Linked DNA regions of Mus musculus: all the other regions are linked to region 2. The links are chromatin contacts, called in public promoter capture Hi-C maps. All regions are on one chromosome and are shown on one strand. The core of a region is the stretch at or near the end of the contact, and the rest is flanking DNA. Distances in the headings are between cores, read along the strand shown. Region 1 holds the start of Gabpb2 (GA repeat binding protein, beta 2). Region 2 holds the start of Arhgef2 (rho/rac guanine nucleotide exchange factor (GEF) 2). Region 3 holds the start of Mcl1 (myeloid cell leukemia sequence 1).

Region 1 (3,467 bases), core at 841-3,340, 6.6 Mb after region 2:
GTGTAGTCCTGGCTGTCCTGGAACTCACTCTGTAGACCAGGCTGGCCTCGAACTCAGAAAATCGCCTGCCTCTGCCTCCCGAGTGCTGGGATTAAAGGCGTGCGCCACCACGCCCGGCTCCCACATCCTCTAAGTTGTCCTCTGATCTCCACATGCATGAAAGTCATGGTATGTGTGTAAGTGAGCACACATACACAAAATGTAATAAAGTATTTTAAATAAAAAGCATTATGGGGAGACTGGTGGGTCATTCTTCTAGCTCCCCATACATAAAGGCTGGTAGAACCCTAAGACCAGAGAATAACATAGGCAATTGAAATTAACTAATTAGCTTGTGTGTGTTTCTGTGTGTATTCACTCACCATAGCATGTGGAAGCCACAGGACAACTCGCAGGAGTTGGTTCTCTCCTTCAACTCTGTGGATCAAACTCAAGACTGTCAGTCTCGCTGGCTTTATATGCTAAGTTCCACCTGCCCAACCTATACAACCCCATGGTTCTGAATGCTACAGAGGGGAACTGTTCTCCCTTACTGGATATGCATCCACATAAACTTCACATGAGCGTTTGTCTAGTGTGTATCCTAAGATTTTTCTAAATTCTCTTCCTAGTCCCTCTGTGCTAGGAGTTGAATCCAGGGCCACAGGCATGCTACATTCACACTTGCCTCTGAGCTATACTCCCAACCCTGCCTCCTAGGAATAGGAAGCCAATAAAATACAAAACAAGACCAGGAGACCTTTCTGGGTCAAGTAGCACAGGCTGGCCTTGAACACCTGGATCTTTCTCTCTCCTCTTCTCAAGCACTGAGTACTTAGTGTTCAGAACTTTCAATAAATATTTTAATAACCATGGAGTGCCTGAGCACTTGACAAAGCAGCCCATTACCAAAGAATAATAACTTTTGTTTATCATTTGGGTGTGGTGGTTTGTTCTTTGCAAAGCATGTACAAAAAACATGGCTCACCTCAGTAATTCCAACACTCCAGGGGCTAAGGTTAGAGAATCGCTGTGAGGCAGCCAATCCAAACTACATAGTAAGACCCAAATATTGGATTGGAAACTAGAGAAAATCCTTTATAGGAAGAGGGAGACAGCAGAATTCCTGGAGGAAATCTGTGACAAGAGGTGCACGCTAAGAAAGAAAGCAATTGAAGAATTCTCGGTCTGTACTTTTTTTTCTTTTTCTCCCCCCCCTCACCCCCCACACATTCCCACTGGGAGGCCAGCTGTACAAGCATCTGTGTTGAGAACTGGATATAAGTCCATGACTGCTCTTGTTCACATTATGAACTTACTAAAGTTTCACGTTATTACTGGACCTTGAAAAGTCCAGTTCCCACTTCCTCCCTAGTCACATATCCCTCAGTTTTTGACATCAGCACTCTGCCAAACTCAGGGGCGCCAACTTGCAAGTGGGAGCCCCAGTCTGTAGTGGCAGCCCGGACTCCTGCGCCACACCGCCCCCTCGTGGTCACCCCATGTGGCCTTGGCTTCCCGGAGTCCAGCTCCCCAGCCCCAGGTCTTCCACCCACCCCCTTCACCTCCCAGTCCCCTCCCCTTCCTCCCGACAGCATCCCCTTCCTCTTGGTCCCTCTCCCCCCCGCCGCCACCCCCGCTCCGGCAGTGTGCAGGCCGGCGCCCACAGGTCCTGGCCGGGCTGGGCCGGCCACTTATCACTGCCCCTTGCATCGCAGTTCGGAAGCTCCGGAACCCTGCGTGTCCTTTCCCCCTCACCTATTCCGGAGCGCTGCCGGCTTCGCTCTCACTGGGCCCGCCAGTTTGGTCCCGTTTCTTTCTCTAGTTAAGACTCCTTGCCAGCGGCCTCACTTTTCGGCCTTTTCACATATGCATATTTGGGGGGGCCCTTACCCCCCCTCACGGAGAAATGGAGGCAATAAAATGGCGGACCCGGAAGTGAAGGCGCTGTGACTATACGTCCTGGCGGAGGAATCTGAAGGAAATGGGTTAGCGGAGCCACTTTGCCCTTCTCTCAGGACCTCAACGCACCTCTGAGTCCGACTCCTTCCTACTGAGGACCTCGTGAGCTGGAAAAACGTATACCGCGGGCATCCTGAGCGGGACTACTTAGCGAGGCGCAGGATCACCGATTACGTGGCTTACGTGAGGGATAGTTCCGGCAGGGGACGGACGCAGATGGTAGTTTTGGCGCCAACCAGTGCAGCGCTCGGAGGAACTGGTTACTGGTGCGTGTTGGCGTCCGCACTCTACCTTCCTGCTGGTTCAACGCCGGGCTAACTTGAGGGTTGGGGGAGAATCTTGCTTCCGCTATTCGGGACCTTCTGGTTATGCACTCCTGTCTGACCGGACACTTTCCCAGTGTCCTGAATATAGGTCAGGAAAGAACCCCTGAACTTTTGGGGGGAAGACTAGAATAGGATGGGACATGAAATTGCATGTCTTTCATTTACCAGTCTATCTTGGTTTCTGTTCACCATTTTAACTGATATAAGGACCGAGAGAAAGCTCGGAGAAAACCTTTCAAAAATCAATAACAGGACGCTGGAGCAATGCCTTAGGAGACCCCAGTTCAATTCCCAGCACCCACATTGCAGCTTACAACTGCCTTTAACTCCAAGATCTGACACCCTCACACAAGCAAGCATACATTTAGGCAAAACACCAATGCACACTAAAAATTAAAATCAGTAATAATAACAAACACGCCTTTGATCACAGCAGGAGGCACAGGTCTCCTAATTTAATACCAAAGTGCTAGGCCCACCCTAGCAGAGTCCAGCAGAGTCAGGTGGATTTCTCTGAGTTCAAGGCCCGCCTCCGAAGAAAACCACACAAATTTAAAAGTTAATAATGGGCTGGGGGGCGTGGCTAATCTCTGAGCACTGGCTGCTTACAGGGGAACCCTAGCAGGGCCTTGTAGATGCTTGGCAAGCCCTTCTACCATTGAGCTATGTCCAAATCCTAAATTGTTCTTCAAAGTCAAATATTAGACAGACAGAAGGAAGCGCTGGAGAGATGACTCAGTGGTTAAGAGCACTGACTGCTCTTCCAGAGGTCCTGAGTTCAATCCCCACCAACCACATGTTGGCTCACTTGTAATGGGACCCAATGCCCTCTTCTGGTGTGTCTGAAGAGTGCAACAGTGTACTCATATATAGTATAGTAAATCTTTTTAAAATAAAAAGAAAAGCTTCACTTAAAAAAAAAAAGAAAGAAAAAAAGATAAAAGGGAAAGCTGGATTCGGAAGTGTGAGTAAAATCTGTAGTACTTCATTGGAATGGAAAAAACTAAGCCCCAGACTTAGGATTTAACGTCTTTATTCCATAAATGAATAAACAGCTCCGCAATTCATCTGCAATAGCTTTGGAAGGAATGGGGACGGGTAGGGTCTGAACATAACTGCTTACTTCACGGTCTTATGGCGGCCAAAGAACTGTGTCAGGAATCACTGATTCCTATCACATACTGCAACTACAGAAAGGCA
Region 2 (3,460 bases), core at 136-2,635:
GGTGAGGGAGTTCCTAGGCAGGAGATAGGTCAGAGGAGCAGAGTGGGAGGGGAGCAGAGCCGGGGTGAGGAGCTGAGGAGCCCAACCAGCACAGCGGGTGGATGAGGCAGCCGAGCCCAAATTAGAGACTGAGGCTAAAATTGGCACTCTAGGAGTGCAGGGCTGGGCTGGAAACCTGCAGCCCTAACACCACCCTCCCTGCCCCGCTACCGAGAAGAACAGAGCAGAAGCTGGTGACAGTGGCTGGGCCTCATCTCCCTCCCTCTTTCTTTTTTCTTTCTTTCTTTTTTTTTTCGGTGTTTTGAGACAGGGTTTCTCTGTGTAGCCCTGGCTGTCCTGGAACTCACTCTGTAGACCAGGCTGGCCTTGAACTCAGAAATCTCCCTGCCTCTGTGCAACACCACGCCTAGCCATCTCCCTCCCTCATTACCACACACTTTTGGGACTAGATTAGGTAGTACCCTAAATTTTTACAAAACTTTGCCCCAGGGTGCTCAGGTTTTTACAGAGAAATCGGAGACCTTGATAGGTGGAAACGGAGCAGACTGGAGAATTTCCCCAGTGGCAGGAAACTCAGGTTGACTCAAAGGGTCCAGAGAAATGAAAACCCACCCACACTCCTCAGCAAGCTCAAACGTTTCCAGACAGGGCCAAGTTGTTTCTATAGTCTCCTGTGGCAGAGAAAACTGGTGTCAGGACACAAGGAAGGATTTCCTCAGCTAGCCTCAGGAAAGGTGGAGCCTTCTCACCTTCACTGCCAAAGTAATTGGCAGAGGTGGGGCTGAGAAGGATGGTCAGAGTGTGGTCCACAAGGCCCAGAGGGGTGAGAAGCTGGGCGGGGGGTGGGGGGGGGTGAGGGGAAAACCCTCTCTTGTGGACTCCTAGCTTTTGGAAAGGAGTCCCCTTCTTCACTCTTTTGGGGGAGTGAAGCCTGTTAACGATGAAGCTTCTAGTTCCCCTTTCATTGCCCCCTCCCTCTTGTCATACCAGTCCAACATTGTAAAAGCGGTCTGTGTACTCAAGCCTGTTTGATGAGTGAGCCCTTATGGCTAGGTCTCCCAGTTACCGATAAGGTGATAGAATCCCCTTAGGGTCTTTAAAGAGTGAAGTTACCCGGAATGGGCGCCGGTGTTTTTCAAGGACAGCCGAGCTAAGGGAGGTCGCTGAGGTCAGAGAGTGTTCCTAAGCGCTAAAGGGAAAAGGGATCCTCGAACCTGTCCCAAGGACCCCTGTCCAGCAGACTGCAGCGATACTAACCCCGGCGTCCCGTCCGGTGCGCGGGTACCCCGCCCTGCCTCCGCTCCGCCTCTCCCCTTCCTGAGCTCGGGTGGGGGAGGAGACTAGGGTTTGAGGAACTGGTGCTGGGTGCAGGGGCGAGGGGACTCAGACTTCCTGTCCCCGAGGCCGACGCGTGCGGCCGGACCCCTCCCCCGCCGTTGCTGGACACCCGGGGCCGCCGCGTCCTCCCGCGGCTCACGCTGGATTATGTCTCGGATCGAATCCCTCACTCGCGCGCGGATCGACCGGAGCAAGGAGCAGGCAACCAAGGTGGGCTGGCTCTGCGACCGGGCGCCCTGCCGACCTCTGGGCCTCCGCCCCGCGTCCCGCGTCCCCCCGCCCGCTCTGGGGCGCCCGAGTCCGCGCGCAGCGGCCGGACGGGGTGGGTGGGGCTGCGAGCGCGTGAGGAGGGGGCTGGAGGACCGCAACGTGACCCGCGTCTCCAGCACCCGCGCAGCTTCTGTGCGGGGATCTAGGAGAGCTGAGCTGGGTTACCAGTGGTTCGGCGGGACCGAGTGTTTTGGGCCGCTCGGAAGAAAGTTGCTCCGGTAAGGGATCGAGCGGGAAAGAGGGGCGAGCGTGTCGGGTTCCTAGGGACGACGCTCTTGGGCACCCCTTTCCGCACCCCAGTTCCGGGGGTTGCTTGCGGCCGTGCCCGCTAGCGCCGGCTCGGTCGTTCCCCCTTTGTCCCCACCAGCGGGTGGAGGGGGCCGGAGGGGGTGTTTTCCAAGCTCCCTCCCCCACCTTCCCGCCCCTCCAAGACAAAAGTCAGCTCCTCCTCTTCTTGCGGATGGACTTTCCAGCTGTGATTCAGTTCTTGCCTGGGGTAGGCGGGTGGCTAGGGGTCAAGACAGCAAGCGGCCGCCCATTTTCTCCGCCAGGCCAAACCGATCCATCAGGTGAAGCAAGCTGCCTTTGTGTCGCTGGGATGCCTTCTCACATCCTGAGCGTCTCGGTGCCAGGACCCAGAGTAGTTCCCACCCTTATCTGTTTCATCAGCTTCCAGGCTCCTGGTTCTCCAGCCGCCTCGGTTAACCCAGTTCCCCCACTCCCCTCAGCCATATTTCGATTATCGCCTCGGCTTGGGGGCCCTTCACCTGTCATCTGGAGTCTGGCTGTGTAATTATCAGCACACTCTGCAATACGACCTCTCCAGCACGCCTTTACAAGTGTCCTTTATTCCTGTCTTTGTATTCAGACGCCCTCCCAAATGCCATGACTTTCCTCACCTCAGCTCACAGGAAGTGGTGAAGCCGAGGAGGACTTGTAGATGAATAAGTGAAGCCAGGGGGGCCTGGTTCAGGCGGACGGCGCCTCCCTGTACCTCAGGACACTCACATTATAAGGCTCTCTCGGAAAGCAAAGGCAGGAAGGGCTTTAATCTTAATCCCTGTCCTTAGCGAGAGCGTAATGACCCTCCCGCAGCCAGCCAACCAAGCAGATCATTTTCAGGCTGGAAAGCCACTCTGCGAATGGAAAGCTGCCCTCTCCCTTCCTCCAAGGTTCCAGGCTTTAGCTACTTGCTTTACTGCTACACTGGGAGAAGGTCGGTAGGGGTGGAGAGCCTCGGGGGCGGGAAGCTCAGTTTGAGGCTTTTTGTAGGGTTTCGGGATGGGAGTCTGCTCACCGGAAGAAAGCTAGCAGGGCTCTGAGCAGCTCCAGGGTGAGGTGACTGAGTGTGAATTGTGGGGTGGCAGACAGGCTCTTAACAAACCCTAGCGACAGGCCAGGCCCCAGCTCCCAGAGTCTGTTTATTTTTTCAACCGTTTGAGCGAGACCCTGGAGTAAAGCCAGGGTGGGTGGGGGGAACTTTTTGAAAGCACGGAAATTTGGTTCCACCCTAAAAAGGAAAGCCACTGGGGGGGGGGGGGCAGGAGAGGCAGACCTGTGGGGCTGTACGAAGACATCCTCAGGGGGCCTTTCTCCAATCCAGACACCTGGCATCTCATCCCCTGTTTTTCTTTTTTTCTTTTTCCATAACACAGTAACTGGAAATCCAGACTCCTGGCTTTTTTATCTTTTGACTATGCTATGGAGAAGGGATCAGGGAATCTGACTGGTTTCCCAGAGACCAGTGAGTGGTTCTGAGAGGGTAGAGAGACCAGGGGAAGGAGGGAGGTTGTCAGTTTGAGCTGGTCGGAAGGGGAGGGACACCTCCGGAAAGCTGTGGTTACTGAAGTGG
Region 3 (3,345 bases), core at 515-3,014, 7.0 Mb after region 2:
GGCAGCAATTGTCTTTACTTGCTGGACCATCATCTATCTCCCCATGTCTTTTGTTTTGAGCCTCCCAAGTTCTGGAACTGAAGGTATGCAGCCAATTTACAGGGTTTTAAACCCAAGGTTTTATGTTAGGCAAGCATTCTCCAAGTAAGCCACATTTCCAGCTTGCCACTTACTTATCTATCTATCTATCTATCTATCTATCTATCTGGTTTGAGACAGGGTCTCAACCTTTTAACCCTGGCTGATGGGCGCTTCCTATGTAGACCAAGTGTCTTAGTTTGGGTCTCTGTTGCTATGGCAAAGCACCACAACCAAAAGCAGCTTGGGAGAAAAGGGTTCATTGGGCTTAGCTTGCTTCCACATTACTGTTCATCACTGAAGGACATCAGGACAGGAACTCAAACGGGGCAGGAACCTAGAGGCAGAGGCCATGGGCAGGAGCTGCTAACTGGCTTGTTTCCCATGGCTTGCTCAGCCTGTTTTCTTACAGAACCCAGGACCGCCAGTCCATGGAATTCCAGCTTGTGTCAAGTTGATATTAAGTCTAACCAGTCCACCAAAGATCTTCACCGTTTTATATGGTGCTGGGGATCAACCCAGGACTTCTACAAGGGTAGGCAAATTCTCTACCAACTGAGTTACTCCCGTAACCATCCTTTGTTCATTTTAGACAGCAGGCTCATCATGTAGCCAAAAATGAGTTTTAAATTGAGTCTCTTGCCTCTGCCTCCCCAGGCCTGGGCAAGCTCTTCTGCCAATTGAGCTATAGGCCTAGCCACCATAAATGGCTCATATTTTAGACTTTTACTGTTTGGGGATAGGGTAGGGAGCTAGGCTCTTCTGGCAGCCAGAGGTCAACTCTGGAAAGTGGTCTCACTCCTTCATTGTTAGGTGGGTTCTGTGTATTGAACTCAGGTCTTTAGGGCTGGGTTTCAGGAGCCTTTCACCAGTTGAATCTTTCACAGGCTCCACATAAATAACCCCTTAATAGCTGTCCATGAAAAGTCATTTTGGCCAGGCAGTGTGGGGCACGCCTTTAATTCCAGCACTCGGGAGGCAGAGGCAGGAGGATTTCTGAGTTTGAGGCCAGCCTGATCTACAGAGTGAGTTCCAGTGCAGCCAGGGCTACACAGAGAAACCCTGTCTCGAAAAACAAAAAAACAAAAACAAAAAACAAAAAACAAAAAAAACCGGAACGGAAAGTCATTTTGGAACACAGGGAGTGAGGGCTCACAGTAGAAAAATGACAGAGCAGGACTCCCCCTAACTTTTAAGCAAATCAATGGTTAATATTCCTTTGTGTATGAGACTGGAGATGCCCTCCCTGGTTTGCTCTTCCAGGGTTTAACTCCCAGCACCCACCTGGAGGCAGGCACACAACCACAAATACACACAAACAAAAAAGTGTTTAAGACTGGTATGTTATAAAAACACAGCAGGTAGTGCAACGAGAAAGGCTAAGGCAGGACTGCCTAACGTTAGGACCAGCCTGGGCTATGCAGAGTTCCAGGGCAGCTTGAAATTCAAAAACCGACACAGATCAGCAGGCGTTCCCGAGCAGGAACCATTCCCCGGGAAGCCAAGCACTTGGCCAGCCGGGCTGAGAGTTGTACCGGACAAAAAAGCACAATCCGTCCGCGAGCCAAGGCCAGGTACCGCGCTCCGCCAACCGTAGCCGCGGAAGCCGCGAGAGCGCTCCGGCCGGAAGAGGCGCGGAGTGGCCGGGCCAGCCCTCCGGAAACGCCCGCCCCTTTCCCCTTTTACGGGAAGTCCTCGCCTGCGTCAGCACGGCCCTAAGGCGGCGGCAGGGAACGGCCTTCCTCACTCCTGACTTCCGCCTGCCTCCGGTCTGGAGTCGCGGCCTTCCCCGCTCCTTCCCCTCAGCCTGCGGCGTCCGACCATGTTTGGCCTGCGGAGAAACGCGGTCATCGGCTTGAACCTGTACTGCGGCGGCGCCAGCCTCGGCGCGGGCGGCGGTTCTCCGGCAGGGGCGCGCCTGGTGGCCGAGGAGGCCAAGGCGCGGCGCGAGGGGGGAGGGGAGGCCGCCCTGCTGCCCGGCGCGCGGGTGGTCGCCCGGCCGCCGCCCGTGGGCGCCGAGGACCCCGACGTCACCGCGTCGGCCGAAAGGCGGCTGCATAAGTCGCCCGGCCTCCTCGCCGTGCCGCCCGAGGAGATGGCCGCGTCGGCCGCCGCCGCCATCGTGTCTCCGGAGGAGGAACTGGACGGCTGCGAGCCGGAGGCCATCGGCAAGCGCCCGGCCGTGCTGCCCCTCCTGGAGCGCGTGAGCGAGGCGGCCAAGAGCTCCGGGGCCGACGGCTCTCTGCCCTCCACGCCGCCGCCGCCCGAGGAGGAAGAGGACGACCTATACCGCCAGTCGCTGGAGATCATCTCGCGCTACTTGCGGGAGCAGGCGACCGGCTCCAAGGACTCGAAGCCTCTGGGCGAGGCGGGCGCGGCGGGCCGGAGAGCGCTGGAGACCCTGCGGCGCGTGGGCGACGGCGTGCAGCGCAACCACGAGACGGCCTTCCAGGGTAAGCGGCGCCCGGGCCGGGCCGGGCCGTGCGGGAAGAGGGAAGAGCCGGAGCCTGGCTCTGCAACCAGAATTTTCTGGCTGTGAGTCATTGTTTCCGCCCATCTGGCTGTTGGGTTCAAAGACCGGAAAGGGTGGGATGTCACTGTCGGCGTGGGGTCTGCCTGACTGCTCTAGAGCCGGGAGAGCACGGTCCCCTCGTCGTGGGTGGGCAGAAGGGTAGTGCCCCGCTGCAGACAAAGGAGGCCATGAGGTTTCTTGCTTTTCTTCTCAGGCATGCTCCGGAAACTGGACATTAAAAACGAAGGCGATGTTAAATCTTTTTCTCGAGTAATGGTCCATGTTTTCAAAGATGGCGTAACAAACTGGGGCAGGATTGTGACTCTTATTTCTTTCGGTGCCTTTGTGGCCAAACACTTAAAGAGCGTAAACCAAGAAAGCTTCATCGAACCATTAGCAGAAACTATCACAGATGTTCTTGTAAGGACGAAACGGGACTGGCTTGTCAAACAAAGAGGCTGGGTAAGTTCGTCTTGTGATATAAAGGGACCGTGGAGTGGAAATGGGGTGCAGGATTTTGTGAAGGAGAAGGCACCTAGAGGGTTTTTACAAAGTTTCTCTCCGGTTTCAGATTTAATTTATGTATCTCTTGTTGCATGATGTTGGTCGTTGTAGGTGGTAGGTCCAGAGAAAAACTCATTATGACGGTCTTGAATTGTACCAAAAGGTCTTGTATTCTGTAGGTTGTACTTCTAATTCAGTTGGATAATCTTCAGAGCAGTGGATTCAAACCGTGAAGAAGTAAGAGTCACCTG

The links. Promoter capture Hi-C pulls out the DNA fragments that hold promoters and counts their contacts.
Region 1: a promoter capture Hi-C map of second pharyngeal arch cranial neural crest shows a contact between it and region 2. The contact joins the promoter of Gabpb2 here to the promoter of Arhgef2 in region 2. A contact is called at or near these places in 2 of 39 promoter capture datasets (maxillary cranial neural crest and second pharyngeal arch cranial neural crest).
Region 3: a contact with region 2 is called in a promoter capture Hi-C map of cranial neural crest. The contact joins the promoter of Mcl1 here to the promoter of Arhgef2 in region 2.

Annotation. Positions count from the first base shown.
Region 1 is chr3:95,215,852-95,219,318 of GRCm38.p6, forward strand. It overlaps Gabpb2 (GA repeat binding protein, beta 2), which reads right to left and starts at 2,091. Exons shown (of 10, transcript NM_029885.1): 1 at 1,738-2,091; 2 at 363-417. Mllt11 (myeloid/lymphoid or mixed-lineage leukemia; translocated to, 11) reads right to left here. Exons shown (of 2, transcript NM_019914.4): 2 at 2,693-3,467. Gm16740 (predicted gene, 16740) reads left to right here and starts at 1,606. Exons shown (of 4, transcript NR_108026.1): 1 at 1,606-2,207.
Region 2 is chr3:88,619,774-88,623,233 of GRCm38.p6, forward strand. It overlaps Arhgef2 (rho/rac guanine nucleotide exchange factor (GEF) 2), which reads left to right and starts at 1,386. Exons shown (of 22, transcript NM_008487.4): 1 at 1,386-1,548. The coding sequence starts at 1,486. Gm20652 (a long non-coding RNA gene) reads right to left here and starts at 1,332. Exons shown (of 2, transcript XR_375820.2): 1 at 1,258-1,332.
Region 3 is chr3:95,656,957-95,660,301 of GRCm38.p6, forward strand. It overlaps Mcl1 (myeloid cell leukemia sequence 1), which reads left to right and starts at 1,765. Exons shown (of 3, transcript NM_008562.3): 1 at 1,765-2,531; 2 at 2,805-3,052. The coding sequence starts at 1,901.